3 separate regions of the Sus scrofa genome follow, and regions 2 and 3 are each linked to region 1. Evidence: chromatin contacts called from public Hi-C and promoter capture Hi-C data. All regions are on one chromosome and are shown on one strand. Each heading gives the region's core, a stretch centred on a gene start, on an enhancer-like site or on the middle of the called end of the contact. The rest is flanking DNA. Distances are from core to core; before and after follow the strand shown. Region 1 holds the start of TSC22D2 (TSC22 domain family protein 2). Region 2 overlaps TSC22D2 (TSC22 domain family protein 2). Region 3 has its middle 42 kb from the start of TSC22D2.

Region 1 (3,869 bases), core at 934-3,433:
GGGCAGCAGATGGCCCGGCGGAATATGAGGCTGAGGATATGCGAACTGCTGGGACGGCTGCGCGGCAGCAGCGCCGACCGCCGGGCCGGGCTGCGGAGGCAGGGTCAGGCCGGGCTGCGCCAGGGTTACATTCGTCAGCGGCAGGCCCTGTCCGTTGGGCCCCAGGGGCACGGCTCCGTGCCCAGCGCCCTGGGGCTGGCTGGGCGGCGGGGCTGCCATCATCTGCGGCGGCCCGGCAGCGGCTCCCGGGAACGGCGGCAGCGGAGCCGAGCTTGGAGCGACAGCCCCACCTACGGGCGGCGGCTGCGGCTGCGGCTGCGGCTGCCCAACGCCAAAACTCTGCGGCGGGGCCGGGGCGGGTTGGCTCATTTTCTCCGACGGGGGTAGCTGTGACACAGCAGTCAAGGAACTGTCAGTTCCCGAGTCGGGCCCGTGCGCCCCAGGCATGGAGGCCACCACCACCACCACCGATCCTCCGGTGGCGCCCAGGCCGCTGTCCCGTTCCGCAGTCTGGTCAAAAGTATTGCTGTGCCTAATACAATCTCCGGACCGAGTCAGGACACTGCTATCGGAATCCCGCTCATAGTATTCCATACACGTCCATCGGCCGCGTCTGTAAGGCTCCCCGCTGCCGTGGTCCAGCTTGATCACGCGAAAACGGGAGCTACAAGTGGTAGGGGGCTGCGATGGGGCGGCAGTCCCCGGCCCGGCGGAGGGGCCTGCGACAGGGGGCACGCCGGGGGCCCCCGAAGAGTGGGCCGAGGTGGCGGCCGATGCCAGGGTACTGGCCAGCACCCCAGCCACGCTCCGGGTCGAAAGGGCTCCTCCTCCGTTAGCGGGAGCGGTCGCCGCGGCCGCCAGCTGCCCGTCCAGGAGGAGGTTGGGGGAGACGGTCCCAGGGGTCTCCGCATCCCCAACATTGTTGAGCGTCTCTTCGGAGGAGCTGCGCTCGCAGACTTCCTCGGGCCCGTAATCCGTGGCCCGAGAAACGTCGAATATCTCGGAGGAGACGTCCTCTGTGCGTGACTCGTCCGGGTCGTCCAGGCTCTCAGTGTCCTCAGTGATGCTAGTGGCCACCTGGGCCGTGGTGACACTGGTTATCTGGAAGCAGCTCTTCTTCTTGGCCGGCATCTTGGACATGGTGAGGAAGGCTGGAGAGCAGAGTGGCACGGCGGCTCCTCTGCGATCTTGCCGGAAACCAGGAAGGGCAGAGCACCGGCCCCCAAAGACAAAGTCCGGGTCCGCACCGGGGTCTGAGGCCCGACGCTGTTACGAGTCACGGGCTGATCTGGGCACCGGCTGCTCGGTGAGACATCCTCCTCCCGTTTCCTTCTCGATGTCGGTTTCTCCGGCTCTGCCCGGGTCTCACTCGCGCGGCGGCTCCTCCTTCCTTCTCGCCTCCCGCAGCCGCGGCGCCTCAATTCAATACCCCCAGTAGCGGCGAGAGCGCGTTTCCAGGGGCGGGCCGGCTGCTTCCTCCTCTTGTCTCCGGGCTGCCGTGGTCAGTCCAGCTCGGCGCTCGGCGCGGTCAGCAGGCCTTGGCTGGGGGTGGGAGTGGGAGGGCGAAGGGGAGGAGGCGGCGGCGGCGGCGGCGGCGTGAGGGGCGGTGCTGCCCCGCTCCGGCTCCTAGAGCCAGTGCCGGCGTCAGCTCCGAGCTCTCGGACGCCGAGGGTGGACGGAGAAAGAGTGGCGAGTCCGGAGCCGGGATTCCTGATTCAGCCAGGCGCCGCGGGCGGGCGGCGGAGCTTCGGCGCGGGCGGGCGGCCCTCCCTCCCCGGCTCTAGCCGGAGCTCAACCCCAGGGACATGTCGACCGTCTCTGGCGGAAACCCGCTCCGGGGGAGGAGAAAGCCGGCTCGGTCCTCCCCTTACACAGGGGGAGCCACCCCCGCAGGCGGGCGGCGGCGGCGGTCTCGGCCTCCCCTCGCGGCTCTTGAGAGAGTGAGGGGCGGCGGCCGGCTAGCCGGCGAGCGGCGGCGCTCCAGCTGTGTGAGGTAGCGGCGGTAGCTTCTTAGGCTTCTCCTCGGTGCGCCCAGTTCGCAGGTCCTGGAGAAACTGAAATTCAAACTGCTGAAGCGACGGCTGCAGCTCCCTCCCCTCGGCCAAGATGGGGCTGAAATGGCCGCGCCAAGGATGCTGGGAGTAGCAGCAGCCCCGCTGCTGCCGCCGCTGCTGCCGACTAAAATGCCGCCGCGCCGCAGCCACCGCCAGCGCCGCAGCCGCCGTTCCGTGACGCACCGGCGTCGTGACGTCACCGCCCCGCCTCCTCCGGTTTCCTGCAGTTTCGCGTGGAGGCTGGGGGGGCAATGGGCGGGGCTAAAGGTTAAGAAAGGGGAGCGGTTTTTTATTTAAAAATTTTTTTTATATTTTGCTCTTTCGGTCTTTAAGAGTTGAACAACTAAAAACTCTAAAATTCCAAGCCTAGAGAAACTTCCAGCCGCGCCAATCGAATGTTTTTATATCAGTTTTTTCCAAGACACTGGAAGACTGGAGATCATGTGCTTACTGTGTCTAATGTTTAGCAAAATCTTAGTGAAACAAGGTGATGGGAATGGGGGTTGGGGTATTTAACTAGAATAAAGAGGGAGGCGGCTGGAGGAACCGAATCACCTAAAAAGTCTTTCCTGAAAATAAATGTTATCTATTATAGTCAGAGGAGTGAAATGTTGAGAGAAATGGGGATGATTAACCAAGAATAGCAAGCCAGACTGAGTCAGAAAAAGGATCTTTCAGCCAGAAATTCTGTCTCAGGCAATGGCATCAGAAGATGGTTACTTGCCCAGGCTGAGGTCAGTTTAAAAAAAGATTAGAGGTTACCAACATATTCCTAATTTTCTTGAGTTTGTTGTGATTCCAGCATCGAAGAGTTCATTTAAACATCTTGAGACTGTTTTTACTTTCAGCATGAAATCAGCTTATGGGCTCCATAAATGTAGAACCTACTGCGTTAAATAGTTGTAGTTCTTTCTTTTGTTTATTCTAAAACTCTTAGTAGGAGCCAGAGTGTTAGATGGTTTGGATTGGGCCATGAACAATCAGAAAACGTTAGAAAGCACCCTTTCCTGTCCAGAAGTAGCTATGAAAGTAGTGGAGAATTTATCACCGTTTAGTTCCTTTCTGGTAGAAGAAAATGGTAAGGGCCATTTTTATAAACAGATAAAAAATGGTGAGGAAGGGGACTCTTGAACTTTGGACATACATCATTTAGGTAAAATCTAAGATGTCTTGATGTAAATCAAAATTTCCTCATGATGACTGACATAAATCAGTTAATCATTGTACTCAGTTCTCTAATTTTTGAAGAATAAAAATACTTTTTATCCCTAAGAATGTTCTGATAATTAAAATTTACAGTTTTTTTTAAGGCCCTCAGTTGTAAATAAAATACAGAGATATGTCATTTACCAGTAGAAACCATGCCCTCCAAACCCAAGTGACTGAAGACAGGATGTGAAATAAGACCACATAATAACATCCCTGTTTCTTAAGGGGGTGGGGGGGGAATAAAGGAACAAAGTGTAACATTATGCTGCTATTGTGGCAGAGATAGCTAATAGAATGTTTCATTTTGAAATGTGTAATTTCAGTAATTGCTGGAGACTGTTTTCCATCAATAAGATCAACTGGTTACATCCAATATGAATTTATAAAAACTTAATTTGATTTTGGATTGATTTACCAGATTGTTAAAAGCACCATCATCAATGGGTGATGTTGAGTGTGTGGCATTTGGAAAAATAAATATTGTATGCCTCTTTGGCCCATTATATTACCTTATTACATAAAATTATTGATTACTTCTTTTTTGGGGGAGAGTTGCACCCACGACATACGGAGGTTCCCAGGATAGGGGTCCAATCGGAGCTGTAG
Region 2 (3,869 bases), core at 604-3,103, 44 kb before region 1:
GTTCCCAGGTGATGCTGATTCTGCTGCCTGACAAACCATATTTTTGAGAACCACTGTCTTACAAAGACGAAAGTTATAAGAGTAATAATAATTAAAAAAAAAAACCCTATTCAAAAAATTTCTTAGCTTAGTATACCAAAACTCTTCATGACTTTGACCTCTTCTTCCATGGTCTCCTTTCCTCTCATGCTCCATCTGGCCTACTGTGTTATGGTCTTACATAACTATTTGCAGTCTGTGGAACATATGTCCTCTTAGGTTTCCATGGCTTTGCAGAAACTGCTCCCTCAGCTGGAAATTTTCATAATTCCAATTCATCTGGCTATCTTTTTTACTTGTTCCTTAAGATGCTCAGTGCCATTTCTTCTGCAATGCTTTTTTATCTCCTAAAGTAGAACCAATTATTCTACCCATTCTGTGGTCCACTAATCATCACAAACTTTTTGTAGTGAATAACCAGGAAAACAAATTCTGGCTCCTCCATATACTCGCTGTGTGAATTCCAGGAAATTATCTAACCTTTCTAGATCTCAGTTTGTTTTGGCTAAAATAAGGATTATATACTCTAATTCACAAAACTTCTGTGAGGATTAAGTGAGTTTTAAATAATACTAGCACTGTTAACTCTATTAGTCTGAGCTCCTTGAGGGAGGTGCGTTATCTTCCTCACTTCTGTGAAGAAGTGAAAACAGTTCCTGGCCCACGGGAGCTCAAATGCATACTGAAAGAGTCAATATGATATCAGATTAATATTATTTATTAATAATATAACAATATTAATAATTAATAATAATGACTGGTTCATACTAGGAAGTCATTAAAATTTCCTGATTTTGAATAATCAGTAGTTCTCAATGTGTAGTCCCTGGACCAGGAGCATCAGTATCATATGGGAACTTGTTAGAAATGCAAATATTCCGGTCCACTCAAACTTACTGAATTAGATACTTTTGAGGCAGGATCCAAGAAATCTAATTTAATAACTCCTCCAGGTAATTTGAGAGAAACTGAAGTTTGAGAACCACTGCTTTAAAAAGCCTAATTTTTAATAAAGATACCAATATGGTAGTTTTAAATATAAACAATAAGAGGTGTTCTATTTCAAGAATCCTAAAACATGGTTTAAGGATACTGTTTCAGAGGGTTAACAAGTTTTTTTATTGTGTTCAGAGTCAACACAGTAGTTTGGGCTTTGAGCTCTTTTAAAATGAGAACGATCAGCCAAAGCAGAATGAATTAATTTTCCTTCATTTGCTTTCTTGACCTAATGTTATAGTATTAGGCCTTATTTTCTTTTTTATCATTGCACTCATCGCACTATAACTGGGTGGTTAATCAAATTAAGTTCCTTAAGAGAAGGCTTCCTAAGACTTTCTAACTATTCTGGTAAACTACAGAATGCTCTACAAAGGTAAGGAATAATTTTTAAAAGGAAACTTTCTATAAAATATGGGTCGCTCTTTTAGAATAAAATTGTAGCTGGATTAGGATTTACTAGATGAATAAAAAATTGTGGTTATGGAGGGAGCAAACCGAAATATAGAACTGTGGGAAAAAAAGGATAAGAATGACTAGACTGCTTTTTATATAATGAATTTTCATTTACTGGAATTGTGGCCACCAGATGAAACAAAAGAGCTTTAATTTAGTGTTTAAATAAATTACAATCACATTAATAAGAAAAGTAAAATTTAAAGTATCAACAACATAGCAAGATAGCTTGGATTTCCATGCTGTTCATCTTTTAATTCGTCCCAATTGGCTTCCCACCACAACTTTTCTTCCCAGGCCTGCTTACTCTTATCACAACAGATTACTTGCAACCTCACTGAGAAGACAAGAGACCAGATAGGAACCTCCGCTCCGGCTTCACAAGTTTCTTACATTTTCATCCTTCTTAAAAGGCTAACTGTTTCATCCATGCTCTCAGCTCAGTGACTGTGCAAATCATCCCGTCTTTCCTCTCTAAAAATTAAAACCAGTGAAGGCAAAGTTAGGCTAACTTGATCTCACAGTTAAGAAAAATTCTTTATGAGAAATCAACTTTTTTGTTTATTAATGTGGACAGAGACATCATGGTTACTGTTTAAGATAAAAACAGTGCAAATTTCTTCCCTAGTACATTTTTGACTACTTTGTCTTTCTCTTGCTTTTGCCTTGATAGAAATACTAATCGTCAAAATAACAAGGTAGAGAACCCAAATGACTCACACTTCCTGGCGGGCACACATTACTTTAGTGAGTCCCTACTGCAAGTCTGACCAACACTCTTCATCTCACAGTGGAGGAAACTGAAGCCAAGTAACTTACTCAAAGACACACCTTAGGGACAGGATTGAAACCTAACTTAATTAATGTCAAAATACATGCTTTTCCTATCATAACAGTAAGGCTGTGAAAGGAAGAGAGCAACTATAATGACCTAAAAGAAATACAGAGTTGTGTACATTATGAAAAAGTGCTTTAACTAAGGACCAAATGTTAGTTGTGAAACCATAAGCGTGGACCCAAAGATTAAACTATGTTCATAATATGCCATTTATCTTATCTAGCACATTCCTAGAAGAGGTTCAGCTCTGAAAACAAGGGAGGTAACTTCTTGGAAAAGGCACTTGCTCAGTGATCTTTAGACAGCCAGTATAGTTTACCTATTTGCTAAGGACTAAAATGTTCAGGTTTTTTTTTTTTTTTGTCTTTTTGCCATTTCTTGGGCTGCTCCCACGGCATATGGAGGTTCCCAGGCTAGGGGTCCAATCGGAGCTGTAGCCACCGGCCTACACCAGAGCCACAGCAACGCGGGATCCGAGCCGCATCTGCAACCTACACCACAGCTCATGGCAACGCCGGATCGTCAACCCACTGAGCAAGGGCAGGGACCGAACCCGCAACCTCATGGTTCCTAGTCGGATCCGTTAACCACTGCGCCACGATGGGAACTCCTGTTCGGGTTTTTTAGAAACCTGAAGCTGTCTTAAGATTATATGGATCTATATTCAGGATATTATAAGAAATTTTTTCCTTGCTTTCTCAAAAACCCTTCTAATTTTTTTTCTGTTAAGTCACAACATAATTAAAAATCCACTACAGGAATTTCCCAAATTACAAAATAAAATGTTTTGTGATAAGAACTTCTTTGACTGACTTAGGAAATTTCATTTACTTATGGTCAAGCCTCCTTACCCAAACCAGGTAAAACCAATTCTTCATAAACTCACAAGCAGAAGCTATAATCTTTCTTGGAGACCATTCCTCAGTAAATCATTTACAATCTTCATCCCCTTGTCTCCTTGCATTAAGCTCTATAATAACATCATTAGCACTAAAAATGCTTTAATTCTAACCTGGGTAAAATTTTTGCATCTCCTCTAAGAAAAGTGTGTTTTATTTTTCAGAAAGAAGTCATTGAGTTGCTGATTGCAAAAAGAAAAAAACAAAAAAACCCACAAACCTAATGTATCTATAGTTCAGAAAGCCTACCAGCTTAAAAAACAAACAAACAAAACAAACAAAACAAACAAACAAAAAGCCCACTGCCATTCTGCAAGGGGATTAAAAAAAATATTTACAGTTTAACACTTAATTTAAGAGCAAATAATTCTCCTTACAAAAAGGGGCCTAAATAGATAAATTCGTGCAGATAATCTCTGGCCAAATGCAAACATCTGTGGGTTAGAATGAAACTATTAGGCAAAGTTAATAGTAAATTAAGCTAAGAACTCAAAATTTTATGTATCCAAACTATTATTAACCGTAAGTTCTACCAAAAATCATTGTTTAATTTCATGACTTAAAATCTCATAAAAAGGAACGATGGTGATGTGTATTATTAGTAACACAAAATAAGTGATTTTTGTGGATGATAAAAGCTA
Region 3 (3,869 bases), core at 554-3,053, 42 kb after region 1:
AACTGTGAGTGATGGGGCTCTGACTTCCCTCAGTAGACAATAGTGCTGTTTGAACTGGCAGTTAATCACAGTTTAAAAGTGACTTATCGCTAATGTACAATATGACTAATTTAGTAGCTAAACAGTTTCATTGTGATCTTGGTGTCAGTGGAATTCCTGTCACCTATCCAACAGTTAAGTCATATTGCATAATTGTTGAGTGACATCACCAGGCCACAAGATTATTGGCTGAAGAAAAGGAAAAAAAAAAAAGGTTTCCTGGACTGTCAGCCTTTCCGGTATCTGAACGAATAACTTGTACTGTTACTGCCGTACAGCCGGAGAGCAAAGTAAAAATGTGAGTGGAAGTGGCTGGCTTTTGGTGTATTGCTGAAAACCACAGTCTGCAGCACACAAAGAGATTCTCCAACATGCCTAATTATGAGGTCTCTCCCTTTATGTGGGACTCCACAGTGCCAGTCATTAAGGTGTGGAGTGAGAGGGCTGAGACCATGGCTCTCTTTTGTAATGGGGGCATTTAATTTTTCTGAGAACTTGACAGTCTTCTCTTTGGAAGGAAGAGTTTAAAAAAAATGCAGCTCACCATCTGCTATACACATAGACACGGAAAAGGTGGTCAGCTGGGACCCAGTAGAAAATCTTTTATGGTTAGAAGCCTGGCTTATTTCCAAGGGAACTAGTAGTTCAGGTTAATTACCACGGAACACATAAACTTTAATTGTACGAAATATTGAGTTTTAAAATTACCCACAGACATGCATAAAAACTGGAGCTATGGCTGCTTGGAATGTGTGCTAATGATGGCTCACGTTGTTTGTTTTATTATTATTATTAAAGTATAGTTGATTTACAATGTTTCTTCAATTTTTGTTGTCCAGCAAAGTGACTCATTCACACACATGCAGTTCCCTGTGCTGAACAGTAGAAGCCATTCATGTTTGTCGTTTACTAAGGACCAGCACTCGGCATTTTGTACAGAGAAATTTATTTCATCTTATGAAGTAGATACTATCATTTTTCCTAATTTACGGATGAGGGAACGAAGACTCTGGGATCCTGCAGCAGGTAAAGTGTAGAACGAGGACCTGAACCCAGGTAGCTCAGCACTAGAGTACACAGTGTTAACCATTGCCCTCCACTGCATCAACGACAGCAGCAACAAAAACAACCACTACTATTACTTTGATCTTGTGAATGCTTTTCATGTGACTAACACTGTGTTATATTGTATCCTTTCATCAATTCTGTGAGATAGAAACTATGCTATTACTATCCCCATTTGATAGATTTGGAAGCTGAAGCACAGAGAACACAAATCATACAGAGAGTAGGTAATGAAACAAGCACTCAAACCCAGAAGGTCCAGACTCCATGCTTTTAACCACCATACTACACTGCTTTTCATAGCTGCTACTATCCAGTACTTACTGAAGTGTAACTTTCACAGCAATCCTATGATACCTGTAATCCACAATAATACATGCATTGTGGGTATAAATATCCCTGATTTATAGATGAGAAAATTGAGGCTATGAGATATTGGATAACATGTCAGCTTCTAAGAAGCAGAGCTAGGAGATTTCCAAGTCCATTGGACTCCATCATATCACACTACTTCTCAAAAATCCAAAACTACAACTCTGGGGCAGGGTAACAGATCACATGTCAGGGAAAAGGATGGACTCTCAGAAGTCACAGAGAGTGAGGAACCAGAGCTTGGTCTGAGCATCCCCAAAGGGTGGGCGCTGCTACAGAGATGCCAGAAGAGGCCTGGAAGTCAGCTGTGCTCTAAGGGCGCCCTTCCTTGAGTGCCACTCTCCATTGGCAGATTCTAGGAGGATGTCTTGGATGTGGTCAGACTCCCCTCTCTCCCTTATATTCCCTTTCTCTTTTCATTCCCCTCCGTATTTCCAAAACTACACTGCTCTGCCCTCCTTGGCTTAGAGCAGAGCTTTGCACATGCTCAGTTCTCTTGTCTTGAAAGGGTTTCCTCCCCACCCCCGGCCTCCTTTCGTTTTGTAGCACACATTCTGTTCTCTGGAATGTGGCCACCCTTAAGCATGACACATTTTCAAAGGGCTTTAGAAATGAATGTGATTAGTGAATTTAATTTTCTTAAAGGAGAAGCGTATCAACACTGCACAAGTATAACCTCTGCCAGGGTCCTGCCTTTGAGAGTGTAATAACTTAACAAAAATCTGAAATCACAACCAAAAGCAAAAACAAACAAGCAAAAAAACAAGAAAAGTTTATGAAAGAGTTTGAATATTACAAAAACATTTACCTTAGAGTTTTCAAGAGTAAAGAGCTTTTTAAAAAATGTCATTCTATTATAGAAAATCAAATGTATCTATTCATTAATTTAAGTAACAATGTTTTGGGGCATTAAAGAATAAAAATATGTGTGACACTCCTGCATACACATAAGTACTTATAAAACAGACTCAAGAGCCATAGAGTGAAACAAATTGTGAGATAGAGTTGGTCCAATAAGGAAGAGAACTCTTTACATGGAAATAATCAGGGAAATTTCTTGAAGGAGCAGAGACTTGGCTAGAAGAGCTGGTAGGATTACAATAGGTTGATATTAGAAGTTAAAGAAAGGACAGTACATACAGGGAACTAGTGTGACACAAAAAGACAAAATGAAGGTATAAGGCTATGAATTATTCTTTAGGGTACACAGCTATTGAGTAATGTGAGAATCTTCTAGAAAAATCTGTAAGCATGGCCAGGTATTTGTTCTGCTTTTATACCAGAGATTAAGATTTAGTGGGAAAGTGTGTCTCATACCAAAATCAGATAAGGAAACATTTTAACATATTGATGTGCTATGAGCTGGCCATCCCCTGGACTCCCAAATCTCCTTTTTTTTTTTTTTTTTTGTCTTTTTGCCATTTCTTGGGCAGCTCCCACGGCATATGGAGGTTCCCAGGCTAGGGGTCGAATTGGAGCTGTTGCTGCCGGCCTATGCCAGAGCCACAGCAACGTGGGATCCAAACCGTGTCTGCAGCCTACACCACAGCTCACAGTAACGCTGGATCCTTAACCCACTGAGCAAGGCCAGGGATCGAACCTGCAACCTCATGGTTCCTAGTCGGATTCATCAACCACAGAGCCATGATGGGAACTCCCCCGAAGCTCCTTTTAAATGAAGATCAGAGAACACTCAACATTCTAAACAACTGAACGGCACCCAGAAGGTGTGGTCATCTAAAACTCATTCTGGTAATTCTCAGTGGACAGAGAGTTTATTCCTGGGTCATCTGACCTTCTCAGTGACCTCAAGTCAATCACCCCATCTTCCTGGGTCTGAGTCCATTTTCCTGAAAAATGACAAGGTCCTTCTATTCAGAGAGTGGGTGAATTATACATGGGAACCTCTTTCAAGTGCTCTTTGTAGTCCTAGTCAGTATCTGGAGATGACTTTATTGTAACAAAGATTGCCTTAAGATAAATGAGGTCATTTTGATTTTTTGATTACTAAATGCTTTGTAATTAGTGACCGTCCAGGGATGGTCACTTCATTCATTCATTAATTCTCTCATCCCTTCCAACATTGAATAAGTGCTGCTGTGGCTGTGAGGTTCTAAGATGGAACCCAGTGAATCCTGCTTCCCAGTATGCACACCTTGTATACTCTTCTGCATCTACAAGTGTTCTTCTCTGTGACCAATAGAATACAACAAAAGTCATGGTATGTTACCTCTGAGATAGATTACTTAAAAAATTGTGATGTTTGCCTTCCTTTCTTGGGTCACTTTCTCTGGAGAAAGTCAGTTGATATGAAGATTGTCACTGGCTTATAGGGAGGCCCATGTGGTGAGGAACTGAGGCCCTCTGCCAACAGCTGAAGAAGAAGTGAAAAT

Evidence for each region. Promoter capture Hi-C pulls out the DNA fragments that hold promoters and counts their contacts. Hi-C and Micro-C count contacts between places; a contact is called where the count stands out from the background.
Region 2: a contact with region 1 is called in a promoter capture Hi-C map of fetal liver, with 2.6 times the contacts expected there. The contact joins the enhancer-like site here to the promoter of TSC22D2 in region 1. A contact is called at or near these places in 1 of 5 promoter capture datasets (fetal liver) and 9 of 47 Hi-C or Micro-C datasets (adipocytes, brain, embryonic fibroblasts and 4 more).
Region 3: a Hi-C map of retroperitoneal adipose tissue shows a contact between it and region 1, with 1.6 times the contacts expected there. The contact joins the enhancer-like site here to the promoter of TSC22D2 in region 1. A contact is called at or near these places in 1 of 5 promoter capture datasets (liver), 5 of 47 Hi-C or Micro-C datasets (heart right ventricle, liver, retroperitoneal adipose tissue and 1 more) and 1 of 2 datasets of contacts at active chromatin or transcription factors (skeletal muscle).

Annotation. Positions count from the first base shown.
Region 1 is chr13:90,638,809-90,642,677 of Sscrofa11.1, reverse strand. It overlaps TSC22D2 (TSC22 domain family protein 2), which reads right to left and starts at 2,183. Exons shown (of 3, transcript XM_005652407.3): 1 at 1-2,183. The coding sequence starts at 1,140.
Region 2 is chr13:90,682,730-90,686,598 of Sscrofa11.1, reverse strand. All of the region lies in intron 1 of TSC22D2 (TSC22 domain family protein 2), which reads right to left. Among named protein-coding and RNA genes, the nearest start is that of TSC22D2, 44 kb to the right of the region's middle. Within about 2 kb of position 1,853, at least 5 of the 83 cell types and tissues checked have an H3K27ac peak or open chromatin away from gene starts, as enhancers often do. A contact at or near this core is called in fetal liver, where this site is marked.
Region 3 is chr13:90,596,540-90,600,408 of Sscrofa11.1, reverse strand. No RefSeq gene overlaps it. Among named protein-coding and RNA genes, the nearest start is that of TSC22D2, 42 kb to the left of the region's middle. Within about 2 kb of position 1,803, at least 23 of the 83 cell types and tissues checked have an H3K27ac peak or open chromatin away from gene starts, as enhancers often do. A contact at or near this core is called in retroperitoneal adipose tissue, where this site is marked.